2 separate regions of the Mus musculus genome follow, and region 2 is linked to region 1. Evidence: chromatin contacts called from public Hi-C data. All regions are on one chromosome and are shown on one strand. The core of a region is the stretch at or near the end of the contact, and the rest is flanking DNA. Distances in the headings are between cores, read along the strand shown.

The links. A called contact is a pair of places that touch in the nucleus more often than the background predicts.
Region 2: a Hi-C map of the N1E-115 cell line shows a contact between it and region 1, with 4 times the contacts expected there. The contact joins two enhancer-like sites. A contact is called at or near these places in 2 of 484 Hi-C or Micro-C datasets (the N1E-115 cell line and nephron progenitors).

The regions. Positions count from the first base shown.
Region 1 is chr2:20,116,017-20,121,103 of GRCm38.p6, reverse strand. It overlaps a transcript of Etl4 not described here. Among named protein-coding and RNA genes, the nearest start is that of Gm23970, 160 kb to the left of the region's middle. Within about 2 kb of position 2,728, at least 1 of the 459 cell types and tissues checked has an H3K27ac peak or open chromatin away from gene starts, as enhancers often do. A contact at or near this core is called in the N1E-115 cell line, where this site is marked.
Region 2 is chr2:20,493,631-20,498,717 of GRCm38.p6, reverse strand. All of the region lies in intron 2 of Etl4 (enhancer trap locus 4), which reads right to left. Among named protein-coding and RNA genes, the nearest start is that of Gm17171, 160 kb to the right of the region's middle. Within about 2 kb of position 2,232, at least 27 of the 459 cell types and tissues checked have an H3K27ac peak or open chromatin away from gene starts, as enhancers often do. A contact at or near this core is called in the N1E-115 cell line, where this site is marked.

The sequences.
Region 1 (5,087 bases), core at 1,479-3,978:
TGATGAGATTGGGGCGTTGAAGTCTCCCACTATTATTGTGTGAGGTACAAAGTGTGCTTTGAGCTTTAGTAATGTTTCTTTTACGAATGTGGTTGTCCTTGCATTTGGAGCATAGATATTCAGAATTGAGAGTTCATCTTGGTGAATTTCACCTTTGATGAGTATGAAATTCCCTACTTATCTTTTTTGGTAACTTTAGGTTGAAAGTCAATTTTATTTGACATTAGAATGGCTACTCCAACTTGTTTCTTGGGACCATTTGCTTGGAAAATTGTTTTCCAGCCTTTTACTCTGAGGTAGTGTGTCTTTGTCACTGAGGTGGTTTTCCTGCATGCAGCAAAATGTTGGGTCCTTTTTATGTCACCAGTGTGTTACCCTATATCTTTTTATTGGGTAATTGAGTCCTTTGATACTAAGAGATGTTAAGGAAAAGTAATTGTTGCTCTACCTGTTATTTTTGTTGTTAGAGTTAGGATTCTGTTCATGTAGCTGTCTTCTTTTAGGTTTGTTGAAAGATTAATTTCTTGCTTTTTCTAGGGAGTAGATTCCTTCCTTGTATTGGAGTTTCCCCTTTATTATCCTGTGAAGGGCTGGATTTGTGGAAAGATATTGTGTATATCTAGTTTTATCATGGAATACCTTAGTTTCTCTACCTATGGTAACTGAGATTTTTTTTCTGGGTACAATAGTCTGGGCTGGCATTTGTGTTCTTTTCGGGTCTGTATGACATCTGTCCAGGATCTTCTGGCTTTTATAGTCTCTGGTGAGAAGGCTGGTGTAATTATGATAGGTTTCCTTTATATGTTACTTGACCTTTTTCCTTACTGCTTTTAATATTCTTTTTGTTTATGCATTTGGTGTTTTGATTATTATGTGATTGAAGCAATTTCTTTTCTTGTCCCATCTATTTGGAGTTCAGTAGGCTTCTTGTATGTTCATGGGCATCTCTTTCTTTAGGTTAGGAAGTTTTCTTCTATAATTTTGTTGAAGATGTTTACTGGCCCTTTAAGTTGGAAATCTTCATTCTCTTCTATACCTATTATTCATATGTTTGGTCTTTTCATTGTATCCTAGATTTCCTGGATATTTTAAGTTAGGATCTTTTTGCATTTTGCATTTTCTTTGATGGTTGTGTCAATGTTTTCTATTGTATCGTCTGCCCCTGAGATCCTCTCTTCCATCTTTTGTATTGTGATGCTTGCATCTATGGCTCATGACTTCTTTCCTAGGCTTTCTATCTCCAGAATTCTCTCCCTTTGTGATTTCTTTATTGTTTCTACTTCCATTTTTAGATCCTGAATGGTTTTGTTCAATTCCTTCACCTCTTTGGTTATGTTTTCCTGTAATTCTTTAAGGAATTTTTGTGATTCCTCTTTATGGGATTCTACTTGTTTACCTGTGTTCTCCTGTACTTCTTTAAGGGAGTTATTTATGTCCTTCTCAAACTCCTCCATCATCATCAGAAGAAGTGACTTTAGATCTATATCTTGCTTTTCTGGTGTGGTGTTGTATCCAGGCCTTGCTATGGAGGGAGTATTGGGTTCTGATGATGCCAAATAACCTTGGCTTCTGGTGCTTCTGTTGTTATGCTTGCCTCCCACCATCTGATTATCTTAAGTGCTCCCTGAACTCATTATATCTGATTGGAGCCTGAACATCCTGTCATCCCATTTGAGCCATAACTCCTCAGAGTCTGGTTTTCACTGTGATCCTGTGATTCTGATATCCTGTGATCCTGAGATTCTGGGTATGTCAGAGTTTCTGGGAGTCAAGCTGACTCTGAGACCCTGAGATCCTCGTGTGACCAAGCACCTGGGATCCTGGCTTACTGGAATCCTAAGATCCTGGTTTTGTTAGAGTACCTGGGAGTAGAGACTCCTCTCCTCTGGGGACTGTAAGACTATCCACTGAGATTGTGCCCAAGGTAGAGTCCCACTGACCTGAAGAACCCCATTCTTTCTTTATTTTACCTCATCCAGTCATCATCTCATTAAAGAACTGCTACTGCTATTGTAAAGCCAACAAGGACATCCTGTGGCTAAGTAGGAAATTCTCAGTTCTCACTCTTTGGGTCTGCTTGTAACATTTGATATAGTTAGTCACTGTCATTTTTAACCAGCTAGATTTCAGAACTTATTGCTCATTGTTTTCCTCCGGTCTTACTGTAGATTCTTCTTTTGCCTGGTTATCACCCATCTCCATACCCTTTAGCATGCTCTGGACTCTAGCTCATGACTTCTGCTGTCTTCAGCCACATTCGCTTTCTAAGGCAGATTCACTTAATCTGTGCTGAACATGTGAACCGTGTTTAGAAATTCTTAAAAATATCAATGGGTGAGAACTACTACATTCCCATTAAAGAATTCTTAAGGAAGAATGTGGGAATTGGAGAACTGGTTCCTACTGTGATGTTCTCTTGTAGCCTCAGCTGTGAATGCTGCTCAGGATCGAAAATCTCCACTGTATGACTTCATTAAAGACCATGCCTTTGGACTCCAGACTTGAATATCAAATTGGTGATTGATCTCTGCATTTGGATATTTAGTAAATGTTTCCACCTCCATAGCTCTAAGACAGAATTCCTAATTCTACTCTCTCTAGTCTTGGTTTTGTTTGTTCGAGGTATTCTTTGTCTAGGCATCTGACAACTCCATTCTTCAGATGTATTTGTCAAAGACTTTAGAATCATTTTGATCACTTTTCCCATTAATATCCCACACTCAATGTGGAAACAAATTCCCACTACTTCTGCCTCCAAAATAGTTCAAGAATTTCTTGTTACTCATCATATCTGCTAGATCCAATCCCCATAACTTTGTCTGAGACAGATAATATCTCTCCCTCTTAGTTCTGTGCATCACTTCCTAATATTATATTCCCAGTAAGGGTTTCTCTGAATACCCTGTTCAAACAGTACCTTTCATTGTGTGACTTGTCCATGCTCTGGGATTTATTTGACTCCAATATACTTATCATCTGACATATCTCTCTGATTTAGGTTTGGAAGTACTAGGGACTGAGCCCATGCTGAGTAAGCACTCTATTACTGCTACAACAAACCAGAACACCTACATGTTTGCTGATCCTTCCCTCCTTTAGAAAGCAAATTTAAGAGGGCCTCCAATCTTAATGAGAAACTGCCACTTGAACTGATTAGATGCTCATTAGATATTTACTGACCAAATGTTCCACTCTTGCATATCCTGGCCTATAATCTCTCTGGCAACAACATTATGTAAATGGGTCAAGAAAAGAAGTCTGATCATTTTAAGCAAGAAGGAAGACCTTACTGAACCTCAAGTTAGAATACTTCAGTTTGATGGTATCCGCTGCTTTGACAGTACAGTGTAAATGACATAAAGTAAGATGGAGAGCAGACCATTTGGATACATATCTCTTTCTCTTTCCTGGATGCATCTTAATGTCATGTGCTAAGTGGGTCTTTTTGTTTCAATTAGAGCCTTCCCGCTGGGGTGCAAAAGCAGAGGGCACTGGCACATCTTTACTGTGAAAATGTGCATCTGTGTTACCTGGTAAAATCGCCTGCACTATCTATTGGTGCAGCTGAACTGTGTGCCCCAGGCAATCTGGCTCCTGTGGTGCCTCTGCAGAAATCTGATAAGAAACAGTGGAAAACCAATGTCTTGATGTGGCTGCAAGTCAGGGATTTCACTGTGCCTGCAAACACTCCACCATGAGCCTCCACATCACAAGAAGAATCTTTATCAACCCGGGTTTATTCCATATGTAACAAAACAGATGCCAGCCAACTCAGAGGATAGATTTGAAAAGCCTCTTTAATATCTGAGTGTCAATTTATATCTCATGCTATATCTATGAAAGTGAACATTCATTCCAAAGCTATCAGAGAGGATTAACTCCATTTTAAAAGACACCATTGTGCAGATCTGACACAGCAAAAGAAATATGGCATATGAAACCTATAAATATTACCATAAAAACTTAGAGGAAAATATATTAAGTTCTCAAGATACGGAGGCAGATAAACTGGAAACACAAACATGTTGATTACCAAGTCATCTCACTCACCCCATAGTCAGTATTTCTTGCTCTGGAAAGAGTTTTGCTCATGGATTGAAGATGTCAAACACAGGGTCCAGGGGACGAAACCTAGAAGAATTAGAAAGAATAAGTAGATGTACAGTATCAGGACACGGAGAGTAAGGCATCATCCTGCAGAATGAAAAGCCTGCATAAGACTGAGGTCAACAATCAGGTAGATGGTCATGTGGGTGGGGGTTGGGGTACTTTAGTCCTTCCAGGAGAAGGGCAATGGGTACTGTGCCATCAGCAAGGGTGCTGTCAAGGGCTTAGAAAGTCCAGCCTCACTTAGAGAGGGAAATGAGATAGTAGTGGCTCTTTGTTAGCTAAAGAAAAGCAGCCAGTGACATTATGCTGAAAAAGGCAGAGCCCACTGCTATGCAAACTGTCTTAGTCAGGGTTTCCATTACTGCACAAACATCATTACCAGGAAGCAAGTTGGGGAGGAAAGGGTTTATTCAGCTTACACTTCCATACTGCTGTTCATCACCAAGGAAGTCAGCACTGGAACTCAAGCAGGTCAGAAAGCAGGAGTTGATGCAGAGGCCATGAAGGGATGTTCATTACTGGCTTTCTTCCCCTGGCTTGCTCAGCCTGCTCTCTTATAGAACCCAAGACTACCAGCCCAGGATGGTACCACCCACAAGGGACTCTTCCCTTTGATCACTAATTGAGAAAATGCCTTACAGCTGGATCTCATGGAGGCATTTCCCCAACTGAAGCTCCTTTCTCTGTGGTAACTCCAGCCTGTGTCAAGTTGACACACAAAACCAGCCAGTACACAGACCCTTGAGGCTGTTGTGCCATACTTTCTCAGATGAACTTTTACAGGTTGAAGGAAACTGATGGGATCTGATCCCTTAGCAGTAGTGTGGTGCTTGTCTCCAGACTGAGGACCCAGAAACCAGTTCCTCAGTACCAGTTACCACTCACCCTGAACCTAACCTACCACACATTATTCTTCATGGATGCTGTCAGACAGAGTTGAAGAGTTTCATTGCACTCTCAGCCTGAGCTTTTGTTTC
Region 2 (5,087 bases), core at 983-3,482, 380 kb before region 1:
AGTTTGGTTATAGTTACTGCCTGGCAGGAAACTGTAGTACAGGCAATTTTTTCACAACACTAAAGTTGTGAAGAACGTTTTAACTGTAAGTCATCTTAAGAAAGAGTATCATAATTTAGAGGCGTAGACAGTTATATTGTTTCTCTAAAATCGGTCCTTATTACAGGAGGGCCAAGATGCTCAGATTAAAAAGTATTTCACGTTTGAGTCAATGCAGGGCTCTGGGCAGCCCCAGAGCGGCTTGTGGCCTTTCTTTTGTTTTGCAAACAGTGCCTGAAAAAAATTTTTCCCTGTGTTCAAGAGAAATTCTTTTTAACAGTGTTACAGATCTATTCAGATGTTTAAAATAAGACTTAAATTCAAAGAGTTTTGATTCTAGTAAACTGTAATCACTAGAAAATTTTGCCTCTAAGTATGGCTAATGTAACTTTACATTATGTAAGAAAATTTTTATTGTTTCTGCTTCTATACAAGAAGCCAAGAGTTTTAATCTTTCAGTGTATATTGTTTCCTAAGTGAAAAGTATTTTATTAACTAATGCTTCTTAAAGTTTACCTTAAATCCTTGCTCTCACCCAAAAGATTCAGAGACAATATCCTTTTATTACTTAGGGTTTTAGTTTACTACAAAAGTTTCTACAAAAAATAAAGCTTTTATAATTGTTATTAATTGGTAATTAAAAATTGGTTGTGCCCAAAACAATTCTTTGGCCAGAAAAAACGTTATTGTAAAGTCATTTTTCTCATCCTCCCAGGCAATCGTTGGCCCATGTGGGCCCAACTGGCTTCTGTGGGGCGGAGTCTTAAGACACAGTTTCCCCTGTTCCAGCACAGATGATCTAGTTGTGTGCTGTAGATGGTGTTTTAAAATGCTGAACAATCAAACCTTAATTTGTATATTAATAGTCAATGCCATATCTCTGAGCAAGCAGGTTTCAGGCTGGGGGAGGGGAAACTACATTCTTCACTGTGAACTTACACCATATTTTCTTTATCAGCTCCTCTGTTGATGGGCATGGAGGCTGATTCTGTGTCTTGTAGAGACACCTCTGTGACACTGATTTCGACTCTTTGAAGTAAATAGTTAGATTAAACTGAATCTTGAGGCTCTAAATGTTGGGGTAATCTTTTTGTACACTGTGTGATATGTCTCTATCCTTTCTCACCTGTCTAAGGCATTCTCGGTTTGACTTTAAAAAGAACTGTTGGCCAATAGCAGGACAGGAAAGGGAGGCGGGTCTTCTGGGCAGAGACAGAAACTCTGGGAAAGAATCAGGTACGGGACAATCAGCAGCCAAACATGGAAGAAGATGGACATACTGGGACAGTGAGAGGTAACAGGCCACATGACAAATGTGGACTAGTATAGACGGGGTTATTAAGTTATAAGAGCTAGTTGGGAAATAGCCTAAGACAGTGCCTGAGCTACAACAAATAATAATAGACTCTGTGTCATTATTGGGAGCTGGCAGTTTGAGACAGTCTGGAAATAGCTACAGATTATAAGTGCAGCTTACTGTGAATGCTAAGGAGCAACAGACGTCCAGCCATCATGAGCTACTAATGTTTCTCCAAAAGTCAACAACTGCAAAGACGGGTCACTCCTGAGCCCTTGTGCCACCGCTTCCATAAGTACAGACTTGGGTTAGATAGTCCCATTTTCCTACCTCTGGAGTGACAATAGCAACAGTACCCAACTCAGAGGGTACTGTGAGAGGCAAAGGAGAGCTGTGCCTGATGCCATGGAGAAGTGTGTGAAATGAAGTCGATCAATAACAACTCTTATATCAGTCACGGCCATAAGAAAAGAACAAGACCATCCAAGGACTGGTCATGATCCTTAGAAAAGATGTCAACATGTGGTGAAAGCTATTGGGTCAAAGTGATAGGAACATGACCGGACAGTACAGCAAGATGGCTTCTATACAGCGATGTGGGTAGCTCTTCTCTACTGCACTGGGAGTCAACATTGGCTCCCTTCAACGTCTGAAGTGCTCTGGAAAACAAAATGCAGTGACCTTGGTAATCTAAGCGGAAGAGGAACACCCAGAATAGATCCGGGTGAGGCGTGCTTAGCTTCGTTATGGAAGTAAGGCCTGTTAGGGCTGTAGGACTTCTTAGAAACTTAGTCTGAAGTGTCTTAAGTCTGCTAACTAAGGCTGGAGCTTCTCACCTTTATCCCATTAGCAATCTTTTCAAAGCCCAAACAATGGGCCTTTGTAACCAAGGTATTTCTTTTCTCCGTTGAGGTCAAAAATCTAATTAAGTTGACCCTGAGCACACACAGAGAATTAGCCAGAGAAAGCTAAACAATTGAGAGATGGGGGAGGGGAGGGCAGGAAGCCTGGCAATCAGATAAACACATTACTCGCTGACAACAGGTTGTAAAAACCTTGATGGCACTGGCTTGGGACAAGTTTAGAATGGGATGTAGTCACCTCAGTGCTACCTGGTACACCAAGGGGGAAACTTACAAGGAATGAAGGGAAGGATTAGATTTATGCTTTCCCATATTTACTTAATAATTGGCAACGCTATCCTGAGCAACTGCAAGAACCCAACAGGGGGGTGGAGAGATGGCTCAGTGGTTAAGAGCACTGAGTGCTCTTCCAGAGGTCCTGAGTTCAATGCCCAGCAACCACATGGTGGCTCACAACCATCTGTAATGGGACCTGATGCCCTCTTGTGGTGTGTCTGAAGACAGCTACAGTGTACTCATACAAGTAAAATAAATAAATCTTGAAAGAAAGAAAGAAAGAAAGAAAGAAAGAAAGAAAGAAAGAAAGAAAGAAAGAGAGAGAGAATGAACCTAACAGGGATGTGATGGGAAGGATGACCTGAAAGGTTCATCAATCAATATAAAAACCCTGCCTGCCCTGTGAACACTGTGAACCCTTGTCTCTGCCTGGAGCACTGAGAATATGGGCATACATGGTACCAACCCAGGTTTGCACATGGGTGATGGGCAGCCAAACTTAGGTCTTTATGCTTATAGCAGGGACTTATAGTGGGGAATTTTCAGTATGAGCCATCTATGCAGTCTGCCATGTGAATTTTGAGCCATTTAGTGTGGTAAGTCTCATCACAGATAGGCCTATTTATTCCTCCCCCAAAACTTCATGGTTCTGATGGGTTTTTGTTGGTTCCCTCAACATCAGCAACTCAGCATCTCCAGTTCCAGGAAAAGGGGGAAAATTTAACATCTGCAGTGTCTCCCCATGCATAAGTCAGGAATGCCTCCAGACATTCACACAGCATACTTCATAATGTATGCAGTTTTGATTGATCATTGACAAGAAGCCCAATGGCCATTTATCAAAAAGATGCTAAAACCATAAAATGGTTAACTTATAAATTAAGTACATGGCCTGGAAATCATAGCTCAACTAGAAGAGCATTATTTTCAGAGATCCTTTATAGCTCTAACATTTTTCAAGCCTAATCATGAGTTCTGTTTGCCTTTGGTACAGACCCAGGTTTGACTCCACAGCCCTGCTTCCTGCACACTGCCTGACATCTAGGCACTCCAGAAATACTTGTTTCATAAAATGAACAAAACTGAAGTGTGGGCAAATTTAACCCTCCAGGTCCCAAGCCAGATTTTCCCAGCTCACTCCCAGAGTCTCATAAAGTAGCAGAAGGCAGCAGAGGCTCAACACACCATTTACACCTCAGTGCTGGACTTCCACACTCTTAGTCTGCCTTTTAGACTTAGGGTTGGTCTGGACCTCCATGCTTGGAATCTTCAATTATTTCACTTCCTGCAGTTATAGAGAAGGAGAGGCAGAGGCCACAAAGCCCTGTGAAGCAGCAGGCGTTCAAATAGGCATACCAGCATTTCACCACTAGAGGGCAGGAGAGTCAGGAGACCGTCTCTGCAAGAAACCACTGCCCTTCTGGGTATGAACTTCCTCGTGTAAGGAAGCAAACCCCTCATGAATAATTCACAATTCTTGGTCAGGGAATAGGATTAAAATTTCTTCTTTGGGCAATCTGAAATACACATTTTGAGCAGGGACTTTTTTAAAAAAAGTTTTAACTTAAAGCAAAATCAGAGCATATTCAGAAAAGTCCCCCAAACCTCTTGAACACCTCTTTGAGCAGCCGCCTGTGAGTTTCCAACCTATGCTCTGTATTTTGACCACCAGACACATCCATCCTGTGGCCAGGCATGCACATCTGGACCAGATGCATGCACATCTGACAAATAAGGTTGCTTCAGTTTAAAGTATAAGATGCCAAGTTAAAATAGTAAAAACACTTTAATATAGAGGCATCCCAATTTGGGAGCAATTTGTCTTCTGTCTGTTGGTCTGGCTTGGTTTCTTGAGACATAGTCTGGTTTGAACGCCCTATGTAGTCTAGGATAGACTTGAAACTTGAGATCCTCCTGCCTCTGCCTTCTAGGTGCTGGGATTCCAAGCAAGTGCTACCACACCCAGCTTGGAACTTGTCATTTTTATTGCTGTTCTCAATACCTGACTTGAATGTGTTATTAGGACACTTGCTCTTCAAGTGGGCCAGGTCTCTCCCCTGCTGGGGCTTTCTCCATCTCCTGAGCCTGGGATGGTTTTTCTTCATTCACTTTTCACTCAGTTACCACACTCAGTACTGAAGGTCTGGCTTGGGAGCTTCTTCCTTGTCTAGTGTTAATGCAGCTTGTGCCACAGCCATTGTGGGACCCCAGGGAACTATGTGTGGAATGTGAGATGGCCGACTCCCATCAGGAAGAGAATGGTTCCCATAGAGCCACATGTGAATGCTTTGGGAGTGGCATATGGATGTGTGGCCTTGTTGGAGTAGGTCTGGCTCTGTTGGAGGAAGTGTGTCGAATGCTCAAGATGTTTTAAATGCCCAAGCCTGGCCCAGTGTCTGTCTCTTCTTGCTGTCTGTGGATCTGGATGTAGAACTCTCTGTTCTCTCTCTAGCATTATGTCGGCCCAGACACTGCCATGATGATAATGGACTAAACCTCTGAACGTGTAATCCAGCACCAATGAAATGTTTTTCTTTATAAGAGTTGCTCCGGTCATGGTGCCTCTTCACAGCAATGGAACCCTAACTAAGACAGGGATGGGTGAGAAGCAT